Regions from separate parts of the Sus scrofa genome. Here regions 1 and 2 are each linked to region 3. A link is a contact called in public HiChIP or PLAC-seq data. All regions are on one chromosome and are shown on one strand. Each heading gives the region's core, a stretch centred on a gene start, on an enhancer-like site or on the middle of the called end of the contact. The rest is flanking DNA. Distances are from core to core; before and after follow the strand shown. Region 1 overlaps CDK14 (cyclin-dependent kinase 14). Region 2 overlaps LOC110262229 (pituitary tumor-transforming gene 1 protein-interacting protein). Region 3 holds the start of CDK14 (cyclin-dependent kinase 14).

Region 1 (4,156 bases), core at 1,125-3,624, 35 kb after region 3:
ATATCAAAAAAGGAATATCCGAAGGGTTCTGAGCATTAGATTTTAAGGTATTAGATTTGTTTTCTTAAGTCCCCCCACCCCAGTTTATTTATTTATTTTTTAAAAGTAAGACACCTAAGCATTGTGCATGTGAATTCACTTTTAAGTAATTTTAAGGGAAAAATCTTTATCCATCTTGCATCTGATCAGAAGGTCTGGCAATGAAGGCTCCCCTGGAGCATCCTCAGACAGCCTTGGAGACTTGATTAGGATTGCACTTGCAATGGGAATTGTGCCTTTTATTTAAATGAGTGCATTTAAATTTCCTGATCACTGGAAATCCAGTGATCCTTTCACCTGGAGCGTAAGTTACAGGGTGTGTGGGTTTAGAGAGACAGAACCCTGTCTCACTCTTGGCCATCATCAGAGATCCTGAAGCCCCTTCTCTTGCTCATGTTGGGCACGAGTGTTCATACATATTCACAGCAGATTTTTGCAGGGCTTCAGAGTTTACAAAACAGTTGCACTTGTTATTTCGGTCAGTTCTCGCCACAGCTCTGTGAAGTGGTGGTTAAATACCTTCATTCCTGGTTTGTAGAGGGGGAAATAGCATTTCAGGAAGGTGATTGCTGTGCCCCAGGCCACAGTTTTCTATTCTCATGGTGGAGTTGGGTGCAGAACCGTGGTTTCCTGTCCTGCTACCCTTGACCCCATTATTCTGCTTCACTTGAGAAAATCAAGACTCAAGGACATTGCATTCAGGATCAAATCCGGTGAAGTGGGTGACCTAAAAGCTCTAGTAAATGTGGATTTCCAAATGGTAGTTAATTTCCTCAGTATTATAATATTAATGAGAAGTAATGTGAATCCGTCACTAATTTGTCCATTAAGACAAATGCATTTTATTTTCCATATTCCATCATGGATTTATAGACCTGAATATTACTTAATTTTATATAGCTGTGAAGAGCATCAGTTCTTATTTTGTATTTTTCAGATGCCTCAAGCCATAGTGGGAATATTGGTAGTCTGGCTAAAAAAAGAGAAAGGAGAAGTGGCTAGTAACCTTCCCCTTGGGAACAGAGAGAAAATACTGACAGCATTAAGAACTAGGGCAAAGGTTTGGTGAAAACAGGAAGCTGCATGTGAGAAGAATTCAATGTGAGATATAGACAGTCTGCTCCACCATTTAGTAGCTTTGTTATGACGAACAGACAAGTCTCTTATTTCCTCTGAACCTCAGTATCTTCATCTGAAAGTGAAGGCCACAAAGCAAGTTCATGTGTTAGGCAAGAATTCAGGGTGCTGATGCTGAGCTGCCTTGATGTCATAAATCTGAGGTCACGTCCAGGCCCCAACACCTCCTGGTTGTGGTACTTAACCTCTCCATGCATCTTTAAATGGGATAGTAATAACAATAACCCCCCCCACCCCAGAAGGTTGTTAGGATCATGTGAGTTTTAATACATGAATGGCTCACAATATTTTTCCTATCAATAGCTAGTCATTTTGGGGAGTTCCCTGGTGGCTCAGAGGGTTAAGGATCCAGTGTCACTGCTGTAGCTCTGGTTACTACTTTGGTGAGGGTTCGATCCCTGGCCTGGGAACTTCTGCTACAGTAGTACTTGGTGCCTCTGTTAAGCTCTTGATATATTAGTTTCTTTTTCTCCCATATAGATTTCTTGAGGTGAAGCCTAATGAAAGGAATTTAAAAGCCACTCAAATATAAGGTTTTAACATTTGCATCAAATTCCATTTATGTAGTTATTGGCCTCTTATACCTTGGACATTTATTTTTTAAATGTGATATTTTTGTGCTATTAATCACTTAAAATATTGTGTTATATCATGTCTAGGAAATTCATTATAAGCCTTTCACAGAGAGAAGGCTTTGTGATAAAAGCCAGCTGCCCAGACATTTCCACCCTCCTCTCCCATCCCCCAGCAGACTGCAGAAGCAGCGTTTGGCAGGGATCCAGATTTCCTAAGTGATGGGATTGTTCCCGGCGGGAATGAGCGGAATCTGCCCAGCTTGGAGATGGCTTCAGCTCCTTTGCTTGCCTCACATTTGCAGCCTCATTCCCAAACGAACCGAACTAGTACTGTTTTCCAGTGTGTGCGGGGGATACTGTTTTAAAACGGGGAAGTCAGGTCTTCATATTAAAAAAGTGACTTTTGAATCGATTTTCAATCTCATGGAAGTTTTTCTGTCTTTGGAAGAAGAGCTGTGAATTCACGTTCATTTGTAGTTTCATCTCTGCCAGTGGGGCACCTGTCTTGAGCTGACTCAAGTCTTTACCTTCCTCATTTTCAGGGTGGGAAGGTTTAGTGATTGGAATGGCTCCGGCCAGGAAATTATTGGGTATTGTAAATGGAATTTGTTTCTCCTTTCTACTCCTCTGCATTCCTAGGCTCTGAGAGAACTCATCATCACTGAGATTGCACTGTGTTTGTATCAGCTCCTCCCCTTGCTCAATTTTTATTAAATTCTGGATGTTTCTCTCTTTGCTTGTAGATTCAGCAACCCCCTCCCTGCTGCCCCCATTTCAGAAAGGGCTCTCTTGCTCGGCAGTTGTTTCAGTCAAACGATCTGCTGAACATTTTCTGTCCCCTTTTAAATTTGGCTGTCTCCTAAATACATATTTTCTGCAGTTATTTTCTAGGATTCATTCATCTCCATTCTTTTTTTAAAACTTAAGGTTAAGTTAAAAAAAAAAAACTTAAGCATTTATAACTCTAATGAGGTTCTAGACCTATACTATCCAGTAGAACTATAACACGAGCCACCTTAATACTTACTAGAAAAGGAAAAATTTTCTAATAGTCACATCAAAAATGTAAAAGGAATAGGAGACTTTAATTTTATATGTTATTGAACCTAATACATCAGAATATTATAATTTGGGCATGTCATCGGTATAAAATTATTATTGAGATATTTAACTTTTTTTTTTGGACTCAGTTTTCAAAATCCACTGTATGTTTTATACTTACAGCACGTCTCAATTGGGTCTAGCTACATTCAGGCAGCCAGTTGCCATAGGTGGCTAGCAGCTACCTCATTGGTCAGCAGAGATCTATAATGAAACTTCTTTGTTTCAAAAAAGTGCTGTACTGTATTGGTGATTATTTTTCCATCCAGGTGGCTTAGAAAAGAGGCATGAGTCTGTGCCTCATGTCTTTGCCGATAATTAACATTGTATCTACAGAGATTTCCTTTGTTAGAAAAACCAGCTGTGGGACCAGAATTAAAAAGGTGACACCCCTATGTATAGTATGTCTCCAAGTTAACAAAATACCTTTACTGATGCACAGACTTCTAAAGTCTAAAACATGAATCAAAATGGAGTGTGTGTCAGGTCACCTAAAATCTGGTTGACTTGTTGATGGCTAGTGATATGCACTGCTTCGTCTCATGGCTAAGACTTAGCAGTCTGAACAGGACTCTTGGCATTTAGCACAGTCCATGGATGGGTTCTCTTGTCCGGAAGCTGGGGAACTCTGTTTCATGCTGTTAAGTCAGTTGCAAAGCTGTGACTGGTGTTTGTGATTAACTCCCGCCCCCATTACTTTTCAAGGTCATCAGGTTTACAAGGTGAAAGATGATTGATCCTTAGCATGCTGGCTTGCTGGCTTGCTGGCTTCCTGTTCTGTCTTGTCCTCTTATTTTTCCAGGATCCCTCAATTACCTTCTTTGAGAAAATGGTTCTCCAGTGTTAAAGATCATTTTTTGAGTCTTCAGTGTAGATGGTTATGGCTGAGTTTCAGCCCTTGGAGGGTCAGTATAATTTATTCTAGGACAGTGTTTCTCAAACTTTAATGGGGAACTGAATCACCTGGGGGTCTTGTTAACAAATTTTGATGCAGTAGATCTGAGGTGGGGCCTGAGATTTTGCATTTCTTAAGAATTCTCTGGTGATGCTGATGTTGCTGGTCCCCAGGTCACACTTGGGGCAGCAGAGATCTTGTGCTATAGTCACAAAATGCCAATCTCGGAGTTCTCCTTGTGGCACAGCAGAAATGAATCCAACTAGGATCCATGAGGTTATGGGTTTGATCCCTGGCCTCTGGCCTTGCTCAGGGAGTTAAGTATCCGGTGTTGTCGTGTAGGTCGCAGATGCGGCTCCAAACTGATGTTGCTGTGACTGTGGCTGTGGCTGGCAGCTGTAGCTCTGAT
Region 2 (3,785 bases), core at 867-3,366, 49 kb before region 3:
CAGTATGAGTCTCTAGTTCCATCCATGTTGCTGCAAATGGCATTATGTCATTCTTTTTTATGGCTGAATAGTATTCCATTGTGTATATATACCACTTCTTCCGAATCCAATCATCTGTCGATGGACATTTGGGTTGTTTCCATGTCCTGGCTATTGTGAATAGTGCTGCAATGAACATGCGGGTGCATGTATCTCTTTTAAGTGGAGTTTTGTCTGGATATATGCCCAAGAGTGGGATTGCGGGGTCATATGGAAGTTCTATGTATAGATTTCTAAGGTATCTCCAAACTGTTCTCCAGAGTGGCTGTACCAGTTGACATTCCCACCAACAGTGCAGGAGAGTTCCCTTTTCTCCACAGCCCCTCCAGCACTTGTTATTTGTGGATTTATTAATGGTGGCCATTCTGACTGGTGTGAGGTGGTATCTCATGGTAGTTTTGATTTGCATTTCTCTTATAATCAGCGATGTTGAGCATTTTTTCATGTGTTTGCTGGCCATCTGTATATCTTTGGAGAAATGTCTATTCAGGTCTTTTGCCCATTTTTCCATTGATTGATTGGCTTTTTTGCTGTTGGGTTGTATAAGTTGTTTATATATTCTAGAGATTAAGCCCTTGTTGGTTGCATCATTTGAAACTATTTTCTCCCATTCTGAAAGTTGTCTTTTTGTTTTCTTTCTGGTTTCCTTTGCTGTGCAAAAGCTTTTCAGTTTGATGAGGTCCCATGGGTTTATTTTTGCTCTAATTTCTATTGCTTTGGGAGACTGACCTGAGAAAATATTCATGATGTTGATGTCAGAGAGTGTTTTGCCTATGTTTTCTTCTAGGAGTTTGATGGTGTCCTGTCGTATATTTAAGTCTTTCAGCCATTTTGAGTTTATTTTTGTGCATGGTGTGAGGGTGTGTTCTAGTTTCATTGCTTTGCATGCAGCTGTCCGGGTTTCCCAGCAATGCTTGCTGAATAGACTTTCTTTTTCCCATTTTATGTTCTTGCCTCCCTTGTCAAAGATTAATTGACCATAGGTGTCAGGGTATATTTCCGGGTTCTCTATTCTGTTCCATTGGTCGGTCTGTCTGTTTTGATACCAGTACCACACTGTTTTGATGACTGTGGCTTTGTAGTATTTCTTGAAGTCTGGGAGAGTTATGCCTCCTGCTTGGTTTTTGTTTCTCAGGATTGCTTTGGCGATTCTGGGTCTTTGGTGGTTCCATATAAATTTTTGGATTGTTTGTTCTAGTTCTGTGACACTTGCAAAGTTTCTCAGTTTATTCTTTCAGCTTTTCACAGGTCACCTTTTTGAGGCTGCTGCCCCACTGCCCTTTCAATTTCACTCCCAGCTGAAAGAAATCCCCTCTCTTAATTTCCTTAAGCAAGACCTCACTGTAACTTTACCAAGAACTTGGGAGTCTGTGGAATGGGAACACGTAGGAAACCAGCCACCGGAAATGTGTTTTTCAGGGGTTCACAGCTAAACCTTTCCCAAGGGCAAGTCTGACCTTTGATTTTATTCCTTCATGTGTTGCTAGAATGCTCTTCACCTACCCCACCCTTGACCTCTGCCTTTTAGCCCATATTTATGCCTCCTCCAAATTACTGCTTATTCTGAACACACACACACACCCATCTCATCTGAAGACCAAAGGCAGAGAAAAATGTAGTTTTCCCTTCTGATCCTGGTGTAGAGCCTGCCCCAGCCTAGTGTGGGTCATCGTGTGCAGTCTAGCACCTACAAGTCCTTAACACTCTCCAGTTTAGAAGAGATTTGGGCTTCTAAATCTCTATTTTTTTTTTTGCACAGTCAAAAGTTCCACTGAAGGTTCCTAGTTACCCTCTCCCCCACCCCAAAATATGTAATTGCTTCAGAGGCATTTAGTGAAACAGAAAGATGCTACAAGTTTTTTGAAAAGTTAAGATCCTGCTGCAAATAGATCACCCTTTCCATATAAAATAGTTTTGTTTGTTCATTCAGCGAATAGAGCTAACTGTCAGAGATTCATATGTGTGATGGCTGTATTTTTTAAAATATTGATGGTCATTCGTGCATGTTTGCAGTGTGAGTTCAAAGAATGACTCAAGTATGAGTCAAATGCCCTTTTTTACTCCTAATTTCCCCTTTTTTCAGTAATCTTTAAGTTTCCTGTTTCTTGACATAATTTCAGTGAAATTAAACTTGAACAGTCATTTCATCAGGCAGTGCTGAAACAACTCGATATTCATGTGGGAAAAATGAAACTCAGCTCGTACCTCACACCACAGAGAAAAATTAATTCAAGGTGGATTATAGACCTAAACATAAAACTAAAACAATAAAGCTTCTAGAAGAAAGCATAGGAAAATATCTTTGCAATCTTAGGGTAGGCAAAGATTTCCTAAGGAAAATAGAAAGCACTGACCACAAAAGGAAAAAAATTTTTGGTTGATTTTACTCTATCAAAGTTAAACACTTTCAACAGACAATGTTAAGAGAACAAGCAGACAAGGCACAAACTGAGAGGATATGTTTACAACACATGTATCTGACAAAACACCTGCACCCAAAATATATAAAGAATACCTGCAATTTAACAATATTTTTAAAAATCTTAAAAATATATAAAAAGGTTTTAACAGTCACTTTACAGGAAAAGCTGCATCTAAATTCCCAACAGAAGTTCCCGTCGTGGCACAGCAGAAATGAATCTGACTACAAACTATGAGGTTGTGGGTTCAATCCCTGGTCTCGCTCAGAGGGTTAAGGATCCAGTGTTACTGTGAGCTTTGGTGTAGGTCGCAGATGCGGCTTGGATCTGGTGTTGCTATAGCTCTGGCATAGACTGGCGGCTACAGCTCCAATTGGAACCCTAGCCTGGGAACACCCATATGCCGCAGGTGTGGCCCTAAAAAGACAATAAATAAATAAATAAATAAATTGCCAGCAGATACTTAAAAACTCTCAACATCACTAAGTTCTTATAAAAATACTTTTTTTTTTTTTTTTGTCTTTTTAGGGCCACACATGCAGCATATGGAGGATCCCAGGCTAGGGGTCGAATCCGAGCTGTAGCTGCTGGCCTATGGCACAGCCACAGCAATGGGGGATCTGAGCCACGTCTGCAACCTGCATCACAACTCATGGCAATACCAGATCCTTAACATGCTGAGTGAGGCGAAGGATCGAACCTGCATCCTCATGGATGCTAGTCAGTTTCGTTTCCGCTGAGACATGACAGGAACTCCCCCAAAGTCAATTTTAAACCAAAGCAAGATACTACACATTCACTAGAATGGCAGAAACTAAAGAGAATATAAACTTCAGACTCATGTTTTTCTAGAGAAAAGTGTAAAACTATATAACTACTCTGGGAAATTGTTCAGCACTTTCTTATAAAGTTAAACACATACTTACCATCCAATTTGGCATTCCCACCCCTAAATATGTACCCCAGTAAAGTGAAAAGCTGACCACACAAAGACCAATCTGTAAATGTTCATAGCAGCTTTACTCCTGGTAGCCTTAGCTTGGAACCAGCCCAGGTATCCATAAACTGGACAATGGATAAACTGAGATCTATTCATACAGTGGAGTACACGCAGAAATAAAAAAAGAACTAACTACTACTACAACCACAAGGATGAATCTCGTAAACATTATGCTTGAGTAAAGGAACTCAAACTAAAAAGAATATATAACATGTATGATTTCGATTACATGAATTTCAAGAACAGGTAAAACTCATCTATGATTACAGAGATGAGAACCACAGTTGTCAGGGGATGGATGTGGTAGGGAATGGCTGGAATGGGCT
Region 3 (3,997 bases), core at 517-3,016:
TTTTCTCTATTCTGTATATGCACACTTACATTTTTTTCCAGAAATTTTCTAAGTATATAGAAACATACATATGTCTATACATAAGCTTTTTCTTATACACATGGAAATGGGCTAATGGTAAATATGCTTTTTTCATTTACTTTAGACATATTTATACACCAATACATATTGATCTATGTCACTTAAAAATATTTACCTACTCTACCTTTGTATGCATATACTATAATTTATTTAAGCAGAAGTCGATCTTTTAAAAAGTGAATAATATTAAATATTAGGAAGTTGAAACAGAGAATATATATATTCCCCCCAACCCAAAACAACCCAAAACAGCCATTGTCAGAGTTAATAATAGAATAGGACAGCTGCAGATGAATAGTTGTCAAATTTCATTCAATTAATAACTATGTCTTCATCTTTGTTTACTGATAGGTAGAACCCATCAGTATTTTGATTGATTGCATTTGTCTTTTCATTCACAGCTGCTGCTAACTTTCTCCCCTGCGAATCTGAGGAAGTGGTAAAAGTCTAACTTTTTCCTGTCTGAGGCCACACTTGGGGCTGTCAGTAATTCTAGATATGGTCACTGGGACCCAATATCCTGGCATTTTAACTCATACTGACTTTCTTTGCGAAGTCCCCACCCTCCACTCCCTACTTGTCTTGATTTCCTGTCTTTTCTCAGCCACCGTCTATCAAGACCCTATGATGTGCTCAGGGCAGGGCAGAACAAATCCAAGTGTTCTACCTCACAATTTAAGGAAGGCAAAGGGCTAGTTTTTATTTTCAGATAAAAATCTATTAATAAAACATAAGCTCCCCCAAAATTCCTTTAAACCAAAAAGCATTGTCACAGGCTCCCAAGCTCTTATTACTTACACAGCCAGATGACTCAAGATGACTACATTTCTATTCATAAGGAGTTTGCTGGCCCCCAGTCAACACATTCAGGCCGTCCCCCACCTTCCTTCAGTCTCCCCTGGGAGACTGTCTTGGAGGCTTGGCTCCTTGTACCACGTTTAAGCAGAATAAAGACGGTGTGTGTTTGCTGCTGAAACTGTACCTTCTGGGGTTTTATAAAGCCGCCCCCCTCCCCCCCCGCCAACATCCTTTTTAAAGTTCCTTTTTTTGGGGTGGGGGAAGAAGAGGTCACAGTATTTTTGGCCTCAAAGGCTTCCAATTTAGAAGAAGGCCTTCTGTTTGCAATTTATTACAAAACTAAGTATCCATATCATAAATCAGTTACAACTACATCGCTGTCTGTCATTCCTGTGTGGCAGAGAGATGAAGGAAACAGCACTAGCCCTGCCTGAGAGTTAGAGATGCTTGTGCACCGGACTCTTCTAAAGAAACGCCTCCCCCTCTCCCCCGTCCCTTTAGATCTTTCACCTAACAGTTTCCTCGGCAAAACTGAAGAACAAAAAGTCACCATCAAACCTGAGTGCACCCTGGGGGCCCTTCCACTGCCCCGACCCGGAGGCAGCGGTCTCGGCCGAATCCCACCCGCCCACCCCCTTTCCGCGCTCTCTCCACACGCGATCGTGGCAACGAGAAAAGCCACTAAGATAAACGATCGATAGATTCGGCCTCCTTTAGAGGCGTCCCCCCAAAGCGAGACTGGGGTCCCCAGAGACGGCCGGCTCTCGGCCTTGCTGGTTCGCCGTGCTCCGCGATCCTGGAGCGCGCGGGCGGGGCGGACAGCTAGGGGCGGAACGCGGGGGCGGCCGAGCGGGGGCGCGAGGGGGCGGGGAGGGCGGCTGAAGACGCGGGCTCCGGGCGGGGCGCTGAGGTCGTGCGGGGGTCCAGCGCCTGGGGGCCTTGGCCGAAGGGAAGGCGGGGCGTGGGCGGCGGCGGCGGGCGGCGGCGGGGAGGGGCGTGGAGGGCAGGGCGGCTGGTGGTTCCGCGCCACGGCTTTTTCTCCCGAGCTCAGGGAACTCGGGGCTGAGAACTTGTCCCCGTCCGCGCCCCGCGCACTCGGCAACCCCCGACTCCCGCACCTTGTCCCCGGCCCGCCCTCGGCCCGCCTCCGCCCGCGCCAACCCCCCCTGCCAGCCGCCGGCCGCGCTCCTCTCGGGTACAAAGGAGGGAAAATGAGCGGGGCGGCGGCAGCGCTGCGCGGGGCCACTACGGCGGCGGCTATCGCTGCCGCCCGCGGCACCACGTAGACCGCCTCCGCCCGCCCAGCCGCGGCCCAGGCCGGAGCGGAGCCAGCCCTGCGCCTCCCCAGCCCAGCGCTTTGCCTCGCGGCCGCAGGAGGAGGAGGAGGAGGTGGAGGAGGAGGAGGCGCCGCCTTCCCAGCGCCGCGCGCCCTAGCTGTTGTCTGCGCTCCGCTCTGGACCATTTTGGGGAAGTTGCCCAAACCCCGCGTCGCCCAGATGTGCGACCTCATTGAGCCGCAGCCGGCCGAGAAGATCGGCAAGATGAAGAAGTTGCGGAGAACTTTGTCGGATAGTTTCAGCCGCATTGGTGAGTAGAGTGCTGTCTGGGGCACCCGGCCGGTCGGCCCCGCGCTTCGGGCGCTAGCACTGCTGGGGCCACCCGGGACTGAGGTGGGGTGCGCTGCGCGCGGAGGTGGAGGGAGCAGTGCCCGGGACCTGGGGGAGGGCGACGACAAGAAGGAGAGACACCCTTGTCCCTCGGCATCCGAGGGTTCATGCGTGCATGGTCTTAAGCCTACAATTTGGGTTCCCTCTCCCGGCCGCTAGCGCTCCTCCGTCTTTCGCGACCGCGGGGGGCAAACGAGGGGAGGCCCCCCCCCCCCCGCCCGCTGCTCACCCGGCTGCGCGGCCGCTTGGGTCACTTTCTTATTTTATTTTTATTTTTATTTTGCGCACAGGCTTTGGCGTTGGGTGTTCAGTCAATAATTTAGCTTTGGAAATTGGAGAAATGTTGAGTTTGTACCTTGGCATTGTTTAATACATCCAATCTAAAGAGAAGTGGGACAGATACCTTGGGACCTTTTGTTCGGTACTTCAGGTCCTCGAAAGCGAGATTTGGATGTTCAGTCCCGAGCTCTCTGAATCCTTCCGTCTCTGCAGAGACGTGCGCGCTGTGAACTTGTCTGAACATTGAGCAATAAGTCTCCCAAACTTCTTTCATTTACTAGAGCTCCAGGGCTATTGTCTTTAAATCAACCAACCAATTGACCGACAAATAGACGGCCGAGAAATGTTTAGGACATTTAGGAATAAATCCATGTCACAAATGGGGTGACAACAGTGTCACGTGGAACGGGTTAGTCATATTTCTAGGGTTGGCCACAAAACCCCTTTTTATCCTTAACACGGTAGCTCCTTCCTCTAAGAACTTTCATTTCTACAAGTAACTGCTTTCAGCAAGAGGATCTTACAAGTACTAAAAATAACCCTTGGAGTCCCTAAGAAGCCTCTAGCCTTTGTTTCACTTGTTTAACATGTCATCCATGTTAATGAAGGTGTTAATGAAAATTAAGCATCAGGTGCTTAATTCCTTAAAGTAAAACCCTGGATTGCATATGAGTATTGTCATTCTTCCATCCATTCATTTAAAAATCAGTGCCTCTAAAATATGCATTCTTCATAGTACAGTCAAAAAATTGTTTAGCCTAGTTTTCTTTGTTGGCTTTTAACTTAAAATTTCATATTGGCATACATAATCTTTTTAATGAAGACTGTAAAATTATGGTGTGAAATCAATATTTAGTCCTGGTTTTATTTATTTCATTTATTGGATATTTGCAGTTTTATGAGTTGGAGTTAGGGATGGCTTTGAAGAGGCCCTGCATTTAAATGAAGTTTTAAGCCAAGGAGAGTGTGAGAGAACAAGGTGTTGAGGGCATTATGAAGGAGGATGTTTCAGGGCCCCTCTTCTTCCCCAAACCATCACAGAGGCAGGTCCTGGAGACCATTAAGCCCTGTTCAAAAAGGCATTAACTATATGTATTTACTAATGCTAATAACTCTGTTGGAGCCCTTCCAGTTTTGTGTTAAATAATTCATTGCAATTGAGTCTCAGTAAG

The links. HiChIP or PLAC-seq counts read pairs in DNA pulled down with a chosen protein or histone mark.
Region 1: an H3K27ac HiChIP or PLAC-seq map of alveolar macrophages shows a contact between it and region 3. The contact joins the enhancer-like site here to the promoter of CDK14 in region 3. A contact is called at or near these places in 4 of 47 Hi-C or Micro-C datasets (embryonic fibroblasts, fibroblasts, heart right ventricle and 1 more) and 2 of 2 datasets of contacts at active chromatin or transcription factors (alveolar macrophages and skeletal muscle).
Region 2: an H3K27ac HiChIP or PLAC-seq map of alveolar macrophages shows a contact between it and region 3. The contact joins the enhancer-like site here to the promoter of CDK14 in region 3. A contact is called at or near these places in 1 of 5 promoter capture datasets (liver), 8 of 47 Hi-C or Micro-C datasets (alveolar macrophages, brain, differentiating spermatogonia and 3 more) and 1 of 2 datasets of contacts at active chromatin or transcription factors (alveolar macrophages).

The regions. Positions count from the first base shown.
Region 1 is chr9:70,710,992-70,715,147 of Sscrofa11.1, forward strand. All of the region lies in intron 2 of CDK14 (cyclin-dependent kinase 14), which reads left to right. Among named protein-coding and RNA genes, the nearest start is that of CDK14, 35 kb to the left of the region's middle. Within about 2 kb of position 2,375, at least 29 of the 83 cell types and tissues checked have an H3K27ac peak or open chromatin away from gene starts, as enhancers often do. A contact at or near this core is called in alveolar macrophages, retroperitoneal adipose tissue and skeletal muscle, where this site is marked.
Region 2 is chr9:70,627,290-70,631,074 of Sscrofa11.1, forward strand. All of the region lies in intron 6 of LOC110262229 (pituitary tumor-transforming gene 1 protein-interacting protein), which reads left to right. Among named protein-coding and RNA genes, the nearest start is that of CDK14, 49 kb to the right of the region's middle. Within about 2 kb of position 2,117, at least 4 of the 83 cell types and tissues checked have an H3K27ac peak or open chromatin away from gene starts, as enhancers often do. A contact at or near this core is called in alveolar macrophages, where this site is marked.
Region 3 is chr9:70,676,246-70,680,242 of Sscrofa11.1, forward strand. It overlaps CDK14 (cyclin-dependent kinase 14), which reads left to right and starts at 1,767. Exons shown (of 15, transcript XM_021102362.1): 1 at 1,767-2,466. The coding sequence starts at 2,376. LOC110262229 (pituitary tumor-transforming gene 1 protein-interacting protein) reads left to right here. Exons shown (of 7, transcript XM_021102367.1): 7 at 483-1,232.